Regions from separate parts of the Sus scrofa genome. Here regions 1, 2, 3 and 4 are each linked to region 5. A link is a contact called in public Hi-C, HiChIP or PLAC-seq and promoter capture Hi-C data. All regions are on one chromosome and are shown on one strand. The core of a region is the stretch at or near the end of the contact, and the rest is flanking DNA. Distances in the headings are between cores, read along the strand shown. Region 1 holds the start of MPV17L (mpv17-like protein). Region 2 holds the start of NTAN1 (N-terminal asparagine amidase). Region 3 holds the start of RRN3 (RNA polymerase I-specific transcription initiation factor RRN3). Region 4 holds the start of PDXDC1 (pyridoxal-dependent decarboxylase domain-containing protein 1). Region 5 holds the start of MARF1 (meiosis arrest female protein 1).

The links. Promoter capture Hi-C pulls out the DNA fragments that hold promoters and counts their contacts. A called contact is a pair of places that touch in the nucleus more often than the background predicts. HiChIP or PLAC-seq counts read pairs in DNA pulled down with a chosen protein or histone mark.
Region 1: a Hi-C map of liver shows a contact between it and region 5, with 4 times the contacts expected there. The contact joins the promoter of MPV17L here to the promoter of MARF1 in region 5. A contact is called at or near these places in 4 of 5 promoter capture datasets (fetal liver, fetal skeletal muscle and liver), 14 of 47 Hi-C or Micro-C datasets (alveolar macrophages, embryonic fibroblasts, fetal liver and 7 more) and 1 of 2 datasets of contacts at active chromatin or transcription factors (skeletal muscle).
Region 2: a contact with region 5 is called in a promoter capture Hi-C map of fetal liver, with 5 times the contacts expected there. The contact joins the promoter of NTAN1 here to the promoter of MARF1 in region 5. A contact is called at or near these places in 3 of 5 promoter capture datasets (fetal liver, fetal skeletal muscle and liver), 3 of 47 Hi-C or Micro-C datasets (embryonic fibroblasts, heart right ventricle and retroperitoneal adipose tissue) and 2 of 2 datasets of contacts at active chromatin or transcription factors (alveolar macrophages and skeletal muscle).
Region 3: a contact with region 5 is called in a promoter capture Hi-C map of fetal liver, with 4 times the contacts expected there. The contact joins the promoter of RRN3 here to the promoter of MARF1 in region 5. A contact is called at or near these places in 2 of 5 promoter capture datasets (fetal liver and fetal skeletal muscle), 4 of 47 Hi-C or Micro-C datasets (brain, mesenchymal stem cells, mesenteric adipose tissue and 1 more) and 2 of 2 datasets of contacts at active chromatin or transcription factors (alveolar macrophages and skeletal muscle).
Region 4: an H3K27ac HiChIP or PLAC-seq map of alveolar macrophages shows a contact between it and region 5. The contact joins the promoter of PDXDC1 here to the promoter of MARF1 in region 5. A contact is called at or near these places in 2 of 5 promoter capture datasets (fetal liver and fetal skeletal muscle), 12 of 47 Hi-C or Micro-C datasets (alveolar macrophages, embryonic fibroblasts, fibroblasts and 6 more) and 2 of 2 datasets of contacts at active chromatin or transcription factors (alveolar macrophages and skeletal muscle).

The regions. Positions count from the first base shown.
Region 1 is chr3:7,440,314-7,443,013 of Sscrofa11.1, forward strand. MPV17L (mpv17-like protein) reads right to left here and starts at 1,270. Exons shown (of 4, transcript XM_021086176.1): 1 at 865-1,270. The coding sequence starts at 1,174.
Region 2 is chr3:7,534,087-7,536,786 of Sscrofa11.1, forward strand. It overlaps NTAN1 (N-terminal asparagine amidase), which reads right to left and starts at 1,337. Exons shown (of 10, transcript NM_214042.1): 1 at 1,253-1,337. The coding sequence starts at 1,333.
Region 3 is chr3:7,570,650-7,573,349 of Sscrofa11.1, forward strand. RRN3 (RNA polymerase I-specific transcription initiation factor RRN3) reads right to left here and starts at 1,341. Exons shown (of 18, transcript XM_021086179.1): 1 at 1,187-1,341. The coding sequence starts at 1,275.
Region 4 is chr3:7,463,988-7,466,687 of Sscrofa11.1, forward strand. It overlaps PDXDC1 (pyridoxal-dependent decarboxylase domain-containing protein 1), which reads left to right and starts at 1,287. Exons shown (of 23, transcript XM_021086178.1): 1 at 1,287-1,494. The coding sequence starts at 1,474.
Region 5 is chr3:7,179,454-7,182,153 of Sscrofa11.1, forward strand. It overlaps MARF1 (meiosis arrest female protein 1), which reads left to right and starts at 1,309. Exons shown (of 29, transcript XM_021086172.1): 1 at 1,309-1,433. It overlaps LOC110259860 (a long non-coding RNA gene), which reads right to left and starts at 1,181. Exons shown (of 2, transcript XR_002342264.1): 1 at 609-1,181.

The DNA of each region.
Region 1 (2,700 bases), core at 20-2,519, 260 kb after region 5:
CATGGCAGGGGTCCAAGGTCTCCTCACATTTTCTGTGGGGTTTTTTTGGTTTTTGGCAGCGCCCGTGGCATGCCAAAGTTCCCAGGCCAGGGCTCAAACCCTAGCCACCGCAGTGGTAAGGCTGGATCCTTAACCTGCTGAGCCACAGGGAACTCCTGTGGGTTTTGATATGGGGATGGGACACCCCATATCAAGTAAATTTTGTTACCAAAGTAGGACTACTGCAAATGGGGGGGGAACCAGTCTCAACCTCAGATTCCACCAGCTTTGCCCCGTTGGTCTTGAATCCCACTCCCATGTCGTATTTGTGTTGGAAAGGAGTGTCACCCCCACCCCCACCCCGTGGAAAGGAGGCTCCCAGCCCCAGGTGTGGATTTTCCCAGGAGCAGGAGAGCCCCCACCCCATACCTTGCAGTCACAGAGGTCACAGCTGCTATGGGGTATCATGACATTCTCATGGATCTTTTTCAGGGGGAAACGGGGCCCCAGTCCTGCCTCCGGGAGTTCTAGCCGAGGTCCCAAGCCTCCTGAAACCTCCAGCCCCAGTCTGTAGTGCAAGCACAGCGTCCCACCCTAAGACACTCTTCCCTGGCCTCTTCAGCAACCATTCCTCAATTTCTTTTTCCTCAACCCCTTAATCCAAGGTCCCCGGACTTAGCCCTCGCACCTCTACCTCCAGCCTCCAGCCCCATCCTCCCGGTTCCCCGAACCCTTGCCCCCTCCCCCCCCAACAGGGTTTCCAGCCCTAGTCACTGGCCCCCACAGCCCCTGACTTCGGTTTCCCAACCCCGATCCCGGCCCGCTCACCAGATCCCGAACCCGTCCCCCAGCTCCGGCTCCCAGGCCCCCATGCAGACTCCTCACCCAGGTAAAAGGCAGAGACGGCCACCGGCCCGCCAAGCGCCTGGTCGCACAGCACCTTGGCCAGGATGACGCGCGGCGCGCGGCCCGGCAGCGCGCGCTCCAGCAGGCGCAGCCACACGTAGTTGAAGTTTCCGTGGAAGACCACGGCCACCGTGGCCACGTGCCGCGTCTGCCGCCAGTCCGCCCGGCAGCCCCGCAGCCGCTGCTGCAGCGCGTCGCCAGCCGAGAAGAGCGCGGTATAGAGCAGCACGTTCGTGGGCCAAGGGTAGCGCCCGGCGGCGCGCGGGAGTACCCGCCACCAGCCCGCCATGCCCGCGCCCCCAGCGCCTGCCAGCCGCCGCCGGAGGCTTCTGGGCCACGGCCTCCGCCTCCTGCTCGGCGGCCGGCGCCCTCAGCCCCCGCCTCCCGCGCACCGCGCCCAGCCACCTGCACCTGACTCCTCCCCGATGCTCAAGAGCGATTGGGCGCCCCGAGCACACCCAACCCGCGCCGACCAATCCCGTGGCCACTGGCGATCTTGGGGGCTGAGCTTTTGAAATGAGGCTGGTCGGCAAAAATGCTTGTCCCATTACACGAAATGTCCAGAAGAACAGTCAAATCCGTAGAGACAGAGAGTAGGCTAGTAAGGTACTGGGCGATGGGGGGATGCGAAGTGGCTGGGTGTAGGGTTCCTTTAGCGAGTGATGAAATATTTCATAATTAAATAGTGGTAATGGTTGCACATACAACCACTGAATACAAAGTGGTAAATTTTATGGTATGCGAATTATATCTCAAAACAAACGAAAGAAGGTTTAAAAAGGGAAAATTTTTTAAAAAGAAAAAAAGAAGGATACCATAACAGTTATCAAGGTGGCGGTGTATTTGAAACGTTTACATATAAAGAACACTTTCGACGCACACTGTACATTGATTGATTGTGTAACGTCTTTGGAGACAGTGTTAGAAGTTGAAATTTGAGACCCTTCAGAAATATGAGATGGGGTTCAATGAGCCTACTGCCTTCTTCTTTGGTGCCTCAATGAATATACCTCCCAAAACATACGCTGAGCTCCCAGCTCCTGTATCAGAGGAGCAGGTCCTTGGAAACCCAGACAGCAGATGTAACCTCTGACTTCCTGGAAGTCAGGTTCTCTTTGCTTCTCTCCCTCTATTTTTCCTTCCTTCATTGTCACATCCAATTCTATTCTCGTTCCCTCTCCTATTTGTTGACTTATTTTTGTTTATTGTTTTTTCATTTTTAACTTTTCATTTTGAAATAATTTCATACTTTTTAAAAAGCTGCAAATATAGTACAGAGTTTTCATATAGGATCCCAAGCTTCCCCAAATATTGACATCGTACAATTATCAAAACAAGGAAATAAGCCCTCATTTAATCCTGTTACCCAATTTCCAGACTATTCAAATGATTGCCAGTTGTCGCACCCAAGTCCTTTTTCCAGTCTGGCATTCAGTGGCACTCTGTATTGCATTCATCACCACAGTCTCCAATTGGGAGCACTAATCAGTTATTTAGTAAATTATTCCTCAATTTGTCAACTGTACTATCATGGGCTGCATTGTGTCTCCCCAAAAATATGCTGAAACCCTAACCCCAGTACCTCAGAAAGCGACTGTATTCAGAGACAGCCTTTAAAGAGGTGATGAAACTAAAAAGGAGGCCCTTAGATGGGCCCTAAGCCAATCTGACTGGTGTCCTAGGAAGAGGACACAGGAAGAGACACGAGGGCAGCGCATGCGCAGAGGAAAGATCGTGTGAGGACACAGCGAGAAGGCAGCCATCTGCAAGCCAAGGAGAGAGGCCTCCGAGGAAACAGAACTGGCTGACACCTTG
Region 2 (2,700 bases), core at 87-2,586, 350 kb after region 5:
TGTCTTGGCCAATATTACTATTGTTTTCTTGAAATGCAAGTTGAGAATCACACACAATTGTCCCCTTTTCCCTGGCAGTAACTCCTCCTCCTCTTTTGGGTCAGTTTCAGGGGCCAGTCTGCTCAATCATTAACAAATATTTACAGAGCACAGATTCACTACCAAGGCCAGCCCTAGGCGCTGAGGTTACAAAGTGAAAGCACACAACTCTGCCTGCCTTCAGGAAGTTTACAGTCTGGGGGGGAGATCAAGGAAAAATAAAACAAATATGCAGAAAAAAATCGTTACACACTGCCAACTGTTACAGAAGAAACCTCAAGAATAGCTTCTCTAAGCCTAAGAGTTGATTGGGTTCCCCTGCTTCACTCTGCAGAGTGAAAAGAGGCTTTTTTTTCCCCTTTACGACACTTAATTATCAGTTATGGTGTTTGTGCCACTCTGTGATTAAAAACCATCCCAAGCCTGTGAAAGTCCCAACTGTAGGGCTAGAGGCAAACACGGTACCCAATCCTTAACTGGGTTTGCGGCAAGTGAGAGACTGGGTCCCGATTTTTTTTTTTTTTTCACAGTAAGAACCCTTTTCCAAACAGTCTTTGCATAAGCACAGACTAAGGGTTCAGAGGTCTATCTAAGGACAAAAGCAGGAAACAAAACAAAACCCTTACATAGGGCGTGGTTCTCAACACCGCCCGGCTGGGGAAAAACAGAGTCCTTTCGCCTAAAAATAAAGAGCCCCCGGCCCCCGGCAGCTAGAAGACTAGGGGACCCACCAGGATGCCCCTGCTCCCGCCCGGAACAACTTCCTGCGTCCTGAGAACCCAAGGACGATGCCGCGCTCAACAAGGGTGGGGATCCCCGGCGAGGAAGTGAGCAAGGGCGCTGCCCAGATGTGCCTAAAAGGGCCAAGTCCGGAATGGGGGTTGGGGCCGCCCCGTCTGGGACGAGGGAGTCCTGGGGTGTCCTCAAGCCGCGGTGCTGGGCGACCTTGGGCGAGTCACCTAACCTCTCTGGGCCCCTTGTTCCCTCTAGAAAAGCGGGCCTCAGCAGATGCCCTCTAAGGTCCAAAGAAGGTATAAGCTCCAGATGCCTCAAGCGACAGCAGAAAGTCGGCTGCCGGGGCCCGGGCTCCGGATGTGCCGACAGCACCTCGGCTGCGCCAAGTTTGGAGTCTGATTCCGGGGAGAGCGGGTGGTGGCGGCGGAGTGAAGAGCTCGGGGCCCACCTCGAAACCCCCCGCCCAGGCCCTGCTCACCTCCAGAGGCGGGTGGGCTCGGACGAGGTCCCCGGCGGACTGCGGCAGCCGCACTCGCCGCCCCTCCACGAGCAGCGGCATCGCGGAGGCGGCAGCCCCGCAGGCCCAGGGAGGCGGCGGCCTCCCCGGCCCGGAGTCGCCCGCCGCCCCCGCCCTCGGGCCGGTCCGCCCCGCCCCGCCGCGGGTGCCACCGGGAAGTGGAGTCCGGAGGCGGAGCAGCCCCAAGAGGCTGAGGAAACCGACCAGGGGCGGGAGGGCGCCAGGCCCCATGGGAAATGTAGTGCAAAAGCGAAGGCGTGACCCTCCTCCGCAAGGGGCGCTGGGAAACGTAGTTTTGAAAGCGTGGGAAGTGCAGTAAAGGCAGTGCCAGGTTCACGTTCAGCCTATCTGGGCTGAGTGCGGGCTCCAATTTAGGTTCAGATCACGGCTCCACCACTTCTCAGAGTGACCTTGATCAAGTTTTCCCACGTTTTTACCTGCTCCATAGGATTGGATTTAACATAAAACATAAATCATCTTAAACGGAAAATGGAGCCTCAACTTTGCTGGTCCCAACATTTAGAAACCATTAGTGACACCTGGTGCTTGACATTCAGTAGGCACTCATAGATGGGCAAGGAACGGTGGGAGTAAAGATCATCAAGATGCCCACAAACCCTACCGACAAACACCCTGGCTTCTCACTTTGGAGCTACTCTAAAACTTGGAAATAGTATTCAAATGGATCCAACTCCACCTACATTAACAAAATTAATTTTACAAAAGGCCGTACGTGGTGAGATTAAAAAGATGGCCCACTTCACACAGAGCAAAAACTATTGGAACATCTACAGGGCACAGCAAGAGTTAAGAATCACCTTAATAAGCACGGCCTGGCAAGGGGAATACGCCGGCCCTTCCCCTCCAGGTGAGATTGCTTAAGCTGGCACCAAGGAGGTAACATGGGTGAAATGGAAGTTAAGTTTGCCTTCAAAAAACCTTTCCATGAAAGTGCTTCCTGCTTCATTAGACTTTCTCACAAGTTAGCCCAACAACTCACTTCATATGCATTTCCATCAAATCCTCACTACCCTAAACAGCTAATAGTTGTTTGCAATTTTATTTTCAATAAAAGAGGTCAGAGAGAGGCTAGGTAACTGGCTCAAGATCACACAGCTAGCTAGAAAGAGTAAGCCGATCTGACACCAATCTGTCATTTCACATTTGTATAAATTGGCCAGTTCTCACTAAAGAGCCACCCATAGCAGGCAGACAGGATGACAGACCCTGGAACTCCTACCCTACTTGAAAGCCTGCTTCTGAGTAAATGGGATAGAAAAATCCCTTGTTTTCATGTAATTCCCAACTTTTGTATAGATGTTCCTTAAAAGAATGTAACTTTGGGGGGGGTGGAGTTCCCTGGTGGTCTTGTAGTTAGGACTCAGTGCTTTCACCGCTGCAGCCCAGGT
Region 3 (2,700 bases), core at 91-2,590, 390 kb after region 5:
CATCATCCTGTTTTATTTCTTCACAGAAGTTTCCAGTATCTGAAATCATCCTGTTCATTTATTTTTTGTCTTCCCTTCCTCACACTGTAAGCTCTGCTGAGAGCAGGGACACTGTCTCTTTTGATTGACTACGATCCCCCATGTCTAATACAGAAAGCAGGCACTTAAGAAATATCATGAATGATGCTATGCCGAATGTAAGTTTGTTTCTTTTAAACACAGTAGATTAGTGAAAAACATAGTATCTTGCTAGTGACTCTCAAAGTTAAACCCCACAGTGTTTCACCAGGATCAGGGACTTTAAAAGTTGACTAGGATAAACACTGTTAAACAAAAGTGTGTCAAAACAAATTTCAGGGGTTCCCATTGCTGCTCAACCAAAACGAATCTGACTAGTATGCATGATGACGCAGGCTGATCCCTGGCCTCCTTAACTCAGTGGGTTAAGGATCCAGCATTGCAGAGAGTTCTAGACCGCAGATGCGGCTCAGATCTGACATGGCTGTGGCTGTGGCATAGGCCAGAGGCTGCAGCTCTAATTCGACCTCTAGACTGGGAACCTCCATATGCTGTGGGTGCGGCCCTAAAAAAGACAAAAAATAAAATTAAATTAAAAATTTCAAAAAAACTAAAAAAAAAATAAAAGGCAGTATGCCATTAGTGATGGCATTCAGCTGATAATCCATATAACCCAGGGACTAAATCTAAATCTAACCAAGGAAGTTCCCTCTTGGCTCAGCGGGTTAAGGATCCGGCGCTGTCACTGCTGTGGCTCAGGTCACAGTATGGCACGGGTTCGATCCCTGGCCTGGGAACTTCTACAAGTCGCAAGTGCGGACCAAAAAAAAAAAAAAAAAAAAAAAAATCTAGTCCAAGAAGCAGGTGGAACGAGTAAAAGGGTAGAATGCCGTACCCAGGCCTGGGACGCTATTGAGCGAGCCCAGTAAGAGGGAGTCCAGGGAGGAGCAAAAGGAACTCTGGAACAGAAAATAAGTTCATATTTCCAGCCCCTCTCCCACCTTTATTACCCACCTAAGGGACATGGGCTCCCTATTGAGAAACTGAACTGACCCTGTTCCCTCTGTTCCCACCCCCCACTCCTTTTCGGACCCTTCGGATTGCTCCCCTAATCCCGGTCCTAGGCTTTGGTCCCAGACGCGTAAGAGCAAGCGCCCCGGATTCTCACCCTGTTCTAGACGCGCCCAAGGTCTTGACTGCGGAGGCCGAGGTGGCAGCATCTCCGGGAAACCGCGTGTGAAGCAGCGGGGCCGCCATCGGGCCGGACAAGCGCGACGATTGCAACCTGCGCCGGAAGTCTTGTTTCTTCTAAGACCGCCTCCGTCCAGGAAGACTCGCGTGAGAGCTGCGGCCGTCAGCCAATCAGGAACCGCAACTGGGGAGCGCTGAGTGAGCTCGGCGAGCTAGAGCGCCACCAATGCGGTCTCCTCCAAGCCCTGCATCGGGCCCCTCCTTCTGCCTGGAGGACTTTCTCTGCCTAGCGAGGTGTTGCGCTGAGGGCGCCTCCTGTACAAGTAGGGGAGGGATTCGTAGGGCGGCACAATCCAGCCTCCAGGGTCCCAGAGAAGGGGCGGGGACACCGGCAAGTGCTAAGCCGTGGCTAGGTATTAAGCTTTTGGAGTCAAAACATCCGTCAGTCAAACTGAAGAACCCAAGGACCCGTGATTAACTCAAACCCGCAAAGAGATGGTGCCGTCCAGGGTTGGAACGAGTCGGCTCGATCCACAGGAAGCTGCTTCCCGTTACCTGCTGGCTACCCTCACAGACGCCCAAACTAATCTTATCCTCGCGGAGACAGGCTTGACGAAGCGGCTTACCCCTATACCTCAGAGCTTATCGTGATGCTGGGATGAGAAATCAAAGAGTGAGAGGAGACAGTTTCCAAAAGACATTAGCCCTTGAACTTAAATTTTTAAAGGAGGCACGGAGTTGGCCAGACCATAAAAGCAGGAAAGGGTCTTACAGGCATAGGGAACAGCAGGTGCCAAAGAAGGGTGGGTGAGAAGGAGGCAGAAGGAAAGATGGACTGCCCCTCCCCTTAGTCCTCCCCTCTCAGTTTCTAAGAAGGAAAAATGTTGCAACCTTTGGAAACTGTATAGAATTATATCAAAAGGACATTAAACCAGCTACAGCAATTTGTTAAATGTAAAGCGCTGTTCTGTTTTTGCAAAGGTGTAAAATCAGTGACTAAATATCTATGGTGGAAAAAAATAAACATTATTGAATAAACTAAAATCAGTAACTGTCTTTTGGCTGTCCCCAACCATTTCTTCCCTCACTACTTTATAGAATTCCTGCGAAACACTGGGCAGAAGTCATCAACGTCCCAAGAGCAGAGGAAATTGCACCCTGCTCACAGAGATGTTCAAGAGAGCTGTTTAAGTGGGACTCGCTCTCCTCCGCCCCCAAAGCAGAGGGGAAAACAAACAAACGAAAAACCTCACAGTTCTTTGCACTCTCAGTCAGTAGTTTAACTGTACTCTCCAGCAATTTGACAATTACTTTAATCTTTTATTTTTAAAAAAGTCTTAGATGTACAAAAGAATGTATGTTAATCCGACTAGAAACCATGAGGTTGCAAGTTCAATCCCTGCCCTTGCTCAGTGGGTTAAGGATCTGGCATTGCCATGAGTTGTGGTGTAGGTCACAGGTGCGGCTCGGATCCCGAGTTGTTGTGGTTCT
Region 4 (2,700 bases), core at 37-2,536, 280 kb after region 5:
TATAAGGTGTATTATGGATAAATAGATGCATATTTACATAATAAAGCAAATTCAGGTAAATGCTGTAGAATCTAGGCAGTCGCATATAGGTTTTCATGGTATAACAACTTTTCTAAATGTTTGATAACACGTTGATAAACGTGATGTGTTTAGCTGAAGCAGAGGTACATTCCATTTTTAGATCTTGGAAGACATAAATCTAACATCTTTCTTTTTGCAGAGTTCTTTGGAGAATCTGATTATTTCCCACTGTACATTCTAAACCTGCACACAAGGCTTCTTTTAGTAGAAAATATGCTCATTAACATAACTGGGCAATTTATCTAATACAAGTTAGAAAGCTCAAATATATAACTACTGCACTGAAAATGCCACCCAGTGATTTACACAGATTTCGGTCCAGAGATGCTCACGAGACGAGAAAAAAGGAATGGTCTTGGGTTTGCAATCATTGGTTTTCTACGGTAAAGTGTTTTATGGACTGCAGCCTTGATTGACTAGTTTATTTCAGTTTCCCTCAAATAGAGGGACTAATAAGCAACTTTATGTACTCTCTCATTACCTGGAAACACATTATGATTAGACAGCAGGGGTGGCAGCGGTTACAGAGGCAGCATGTGCAGTGTACCAGCGCTGCAGTCAGGGTGCCTGGATCCTACTGGCACTGCGAAACGGAGCTAATAATCATCTCTACATCAGAAGGCTGCTGTACCATAAAATGGAAGAGCAGTAGCTGATCTATTATCATCATTAGTATTACCTAACAAGTCGTAATTGTGACCTGACATGAAGAAGGAGGCTGAGCCAGTTCCCTCAAAGTCTTTTCCGTCTAAAATTCTGCGGTAAGGTCTGAGACAAATACCTTAGCGCTGATCAGCGCCTTTTTAGTGCAGCGGTCACTCTAGAGGGAGTCGAACACCTGAAACCCCGCTAACTCCCGAGCGCCTACGAAATCATGGGTGCTGCGCGTGCGTGGGGCCGCTCGCTCGCCCCGCCCCGTGTGGTAATGGCCTGTTCCATTCCTGAAGGGTGGCTATCATGGGAGAACTTGGAAGTCTGGGCCTGGAAATACAGGTGCGTTACAGTATCTCCAGCATTTTAGTACATGAGTGACTACTTGTAAATATTAACTTCACCCTGACGCCCGCGACAAGCTTCCCAAAAGCGTTTGGAACGGCTCCACCGTTTACCCTCCCCCTCTCACCTGGGAAGATTTGGGCTGGGCGGTGTGACGGCCAGGTACGGAAGCCTGGAGGGCCCCGCCCACCCCGCCCCGCCTCGCCCCGCCTCCCCAAGACCCGCATTCCCCTCCCCGCCGCGCAGCAAAGCAGCTCCTCCTCATCTCCGCCCCGCCGGCTTCGGGCGCGGGGGGACGTCAGCGCTGCCAGCGTGGAAACAGCGGCGGGGCGCGGGAGGCGGAAGTAGCGCCCGGGACCGCCGGGCCTCCATCGGGCTCCGCCGGCCGCCTCAGCCATGGACGCGCCCCTGGAGAAGGTCCGTACCGGGGGTGGACGCGGCGAGGCGTCCCGAGGTCCCCGCCTCTGGGGCGACTGTTTCCCGGTCGCGAGCTGCCTTTGTGACTGGGGAGGGGGTCGGGAGCTAACGGGCCCGTCTGAGGAGGCCTGGTCGCGAGGGCGTCCGGCCCAGCGCTCGCGGCCGGGGCCTGGTCACGTCACGGGGTCGAGGGGTCTCTGGGGTCCTTGTGGACCAGGCGAAGCTGGGCCTGGTTCTGCGCGGGGCCGCGAGCGACCCGGAGCCTAGTCGGGGGCCGCGGGGCCGACCTTCGGGCCTGCCTGAGCTCGACTCGCCTTCTCGGATGACGGAGCTAACAGCTTGGGACCCCAGAAGCGCTTAGAATGAAGCCCCAGTTGTTTGGGAGCCAGCCGCAAACCTGTAGGTTGTCTGTGGTCTCCACGTTAGGAAGGGAGATGTAAAAGCAGTGGTTTTTCATCTTCAGCGTGCCGAGGAATCACCTGAGGCCCTTGGGAAAAAATAACAGATTTTCAGCCCTGGGGTCCAGACCTCAAGGGGACGGGACCGGGATCTTTGGGTTTTGCAAGTTTCCCACGTGATTCTGATGCAGTAGTTTGCGAAGACTGATTAAGACCCCCTGAGGTCCAGAAAGGGGCGGGGCTCCTTTCTGTAAATTGTGCATTTCGTTTTGAGCCTGCTGCTGCTCCACAACTTTCTGGCTCCCCCTTTCCTTGGCGAGGGGAGACCCTTTTGTCGGTCGGAAACTCACTGGTGGCAGCGTTTCTTCCCTCTGGTTTCCCCTTGGGGGAACAGCAGCGTGATGTACCTGGCTGACTTCTCTGGCATGTGAAATAAATTCTAGCTGCCCTGGATTTAGGGCTAGTAAGCTTGGATTTCTTCATAGACAGCCTACCTTCAGAGCCTGACTTTCTGCCCTCCCTCAGACTCCTCCTTTTCTGTTTAAGCTTGGGAATCCGCTTGTCCAGACCCAGGTTTTCATGTGTTAGAATTCAGAAGCAGCGCTAGTGTTTTAAGAGTACTTTAAGTTTGAACTGGCAGAAATAACATATTTTGTCATTTTTTTTCCCATGCAGCAGCTGCTGTAGATTTGTTCACTTGTCACTGGAGAGTTGAAGGGCGTAATTGTACGAGCTGAGCCAGATGTCTTCCTGTGCACACAGTGTGTAGCCGCCACCTCCATGGTTTCTCATAAATCGGGTGGAAGGA
Region 5 (2,700 bases), core at 59-2,558:
TACAAACACAAAGGATTTTTTTAGCTGCATGTTTGACCTTGCCCTCCACAGTACCTGTCTTCAACAATGTCTACAGAGGTGTATTAGCTTCCCCTGAAACCTCCCCCACTCAATGTGGATTGCCTAATGAAATTGCCTCACATTATGAACTACAGGGGGAAGAAAGTTCTCTTTGGGCCATTTTTACTTACTGATCCTTTGGCGAAGTTAACCTGTTTCTCAACAAACTTCATCAATTAAGCCAGCCAACGCATCCTAAACTATGTCTAGATTAAATGTGTGCTTTTTCTCCTATTTTACAACAGGAAATAGTGAGCAGCTGGCAGTTTGTGATGTGCCTACTTAATTTTTTTTTAATTTCAAGTAAAAAGATTGTGAAGCAAAATACACACACACACACACACAAACAAAAAAAAGCAAAACAAAAACCCAAAACGAACAAAAAAAAATTGGCATAGTTAGCCACCAAAACCACAAGCTGTCACTGCCTTCACAAAGCTTTTGCAACTAAAGTCTCCTTTTTTTGCCCGCCCAATCGGTCACTGGAAAATTTGTACTTATTTGTACTGAGCTTTGGATCAGGGCTTTAAAAAAGTACATTTTCTTACTGAAGTCACGAGGACCTCTTAATTGGTGACAAAATCCAACTTAGTCTTGGCACACGCTTTATTATCTTCGCCAGATGGATCGCAGCTTCGCGAGGAGCCCTGCTGGCCCGAATGACTTCGCTGGCAGCCCAGTCGGAAGTTATTTTTTTCTCCGCTCGCCACTAGGCTGCACTAGATCAAGGATACTGTGGCAAATATGCATCATTTCATTAAAAAAAAAAAAAAGGTAGAATCATCACGTGACAAGAGCGGGTAAGAGAAAACAAAAGCCAAAACGATCGAGTTTTTCATTGAAATCCCTTTTAAATCGCTTTCCGTCAAAGGCCAAAGGAGCTGAACGGTATCAAATCCCGGTTAGCAGGTTTTTTCCCCCGTACCGCTTCACAAGCTCCCCAATTCTCCGCTTTCAGGTTCCTTTCCACTCCACTACGATAAGCCAGGGGCAAGGCCTCCTTAAGTTGAGGGTTTTTGCCAAAAAAGCCTGGGTCGCCCCCTGGGAAGGTCCCTATTTAGGGGTTTATCGGGAGGGGACTGAGCCTGACGAGGCTGCAGGGCCGCGAGGCCCCGCCCCCCCCGAGGTTCCCAGCACGCCCCGCGCGGGGAGGACTCGGCGGCGGGGGAGGGGCGGAGGAAGGGGCGGAGCCAGGGGTGAGAAGGGCGTCGGTTTTGCGACAGGGGCGGTGCGGTGCGGAAGCGGAAGTGGAGGGTGCGCTTGGCGGCGGCGGCGGGAGCTGCGGAGTCGGGAATCAAAACAAAGGGCTTGGGGGGGGCGGGGGGGAAGGCGGCGGGGCCGGAATGTGAGCGGAGGTGGAGCCGGCGGCTGAGGTGAGTTTGCTGGCAGCTCTGGGAGCTAGTTCCCGACGCTCCCATTGCTCTGGGGCCACCAGGCTGGAGAGGGGGAGAGTGTCCCCTCCTTCTCCTGCTTCTTGCGGGCGGGGGTGGGGGAGGCTAGCTAGTCCCGAGGGGAAGGACTGGTACCCACCGTTCAGGCCCCCGCTAAAGGTTCAGTTGTCTCCTTTTCAGGTTAGTTTACGACTGTCATTGCAGCGCTGCTGCTGCCCTTTGAGGGTGTTTGGCTACCTGCCCACACTTGTTTCTCTGCTCCCTACGGGGCCATCCAGGTGTGGAGAGCAAGCCTTCTAGAGGAGTGTGTACAGTGCAAGTTTAAGAGAGGAAGAAAAGGGCTGGGGTTTTTGTAACCTGCTCTAGCGTTTTGCATTCTCCTTGGTCTGTGAGCACTGCCTAGGGTGTAGCCTCTGGCTAGACCGAGAGTATTGAGTTGCCTTTTGGCCTGAGCCACTCCCACAAATTGTATTGCGACACTGTGATAGACCTTTTAGAGTTTTCCTGTTACTTTTCTGGTATTACCTAGAGCTTTCCGGTTACATCTTTTGGAATTTCCGACATCTCTGAACGGAAATATGTTTTGCATGCAAGTAAATTGAAACCTAAAGGATCTTCGTAGACATTTATTTAACTCTTCATTCAACAATAATTGATATATGCCAGACACAGAGAATACAGTAATGAATAAGAAAACATGGTCAGTGCTGTCTTGGAGTTTATATTTAAAATATTTAAATATTTTATATTTTTATATAACAAAAAAGCAAGCAAGGAAGATAATTTTAGGTAGAAGAGCTATGAAAGAGAACAATAAAAGAAACCAGGAATGGGATGGAGCCATGTGTGGTGTTGAGGACTAGATCAGGTGTTGAGAGAAGGCCACTGCTACTTTGACTGTCTCATTTAATACCAACAACAAACCTCTGAAGTTGTTACTACTATTATCAGGCCCATTTTACAGATGGTATTTGCGGTTCAGACATGCTGTGTGTTGTCCAAAGCTGTACAGAGAGGAAGCAGCAGAATTGGGATTATTAGGAGGATGAAGACAGTCTGACATCACAGTCTGTGCGCTCATCCACGTTCTGAATTGCTCAAAGACTCTGAGATATCATGGCAGAAGTGAGACTGCCACTCAAATGGAACAGAACTTGTCTTTGGCTATCTAAATGGCTTGATGTCATTTGAAGGAATATTTGGGAAAATTTCCAAGTGCAGGCTACTAACAAGCTAATATGTTTGTGCT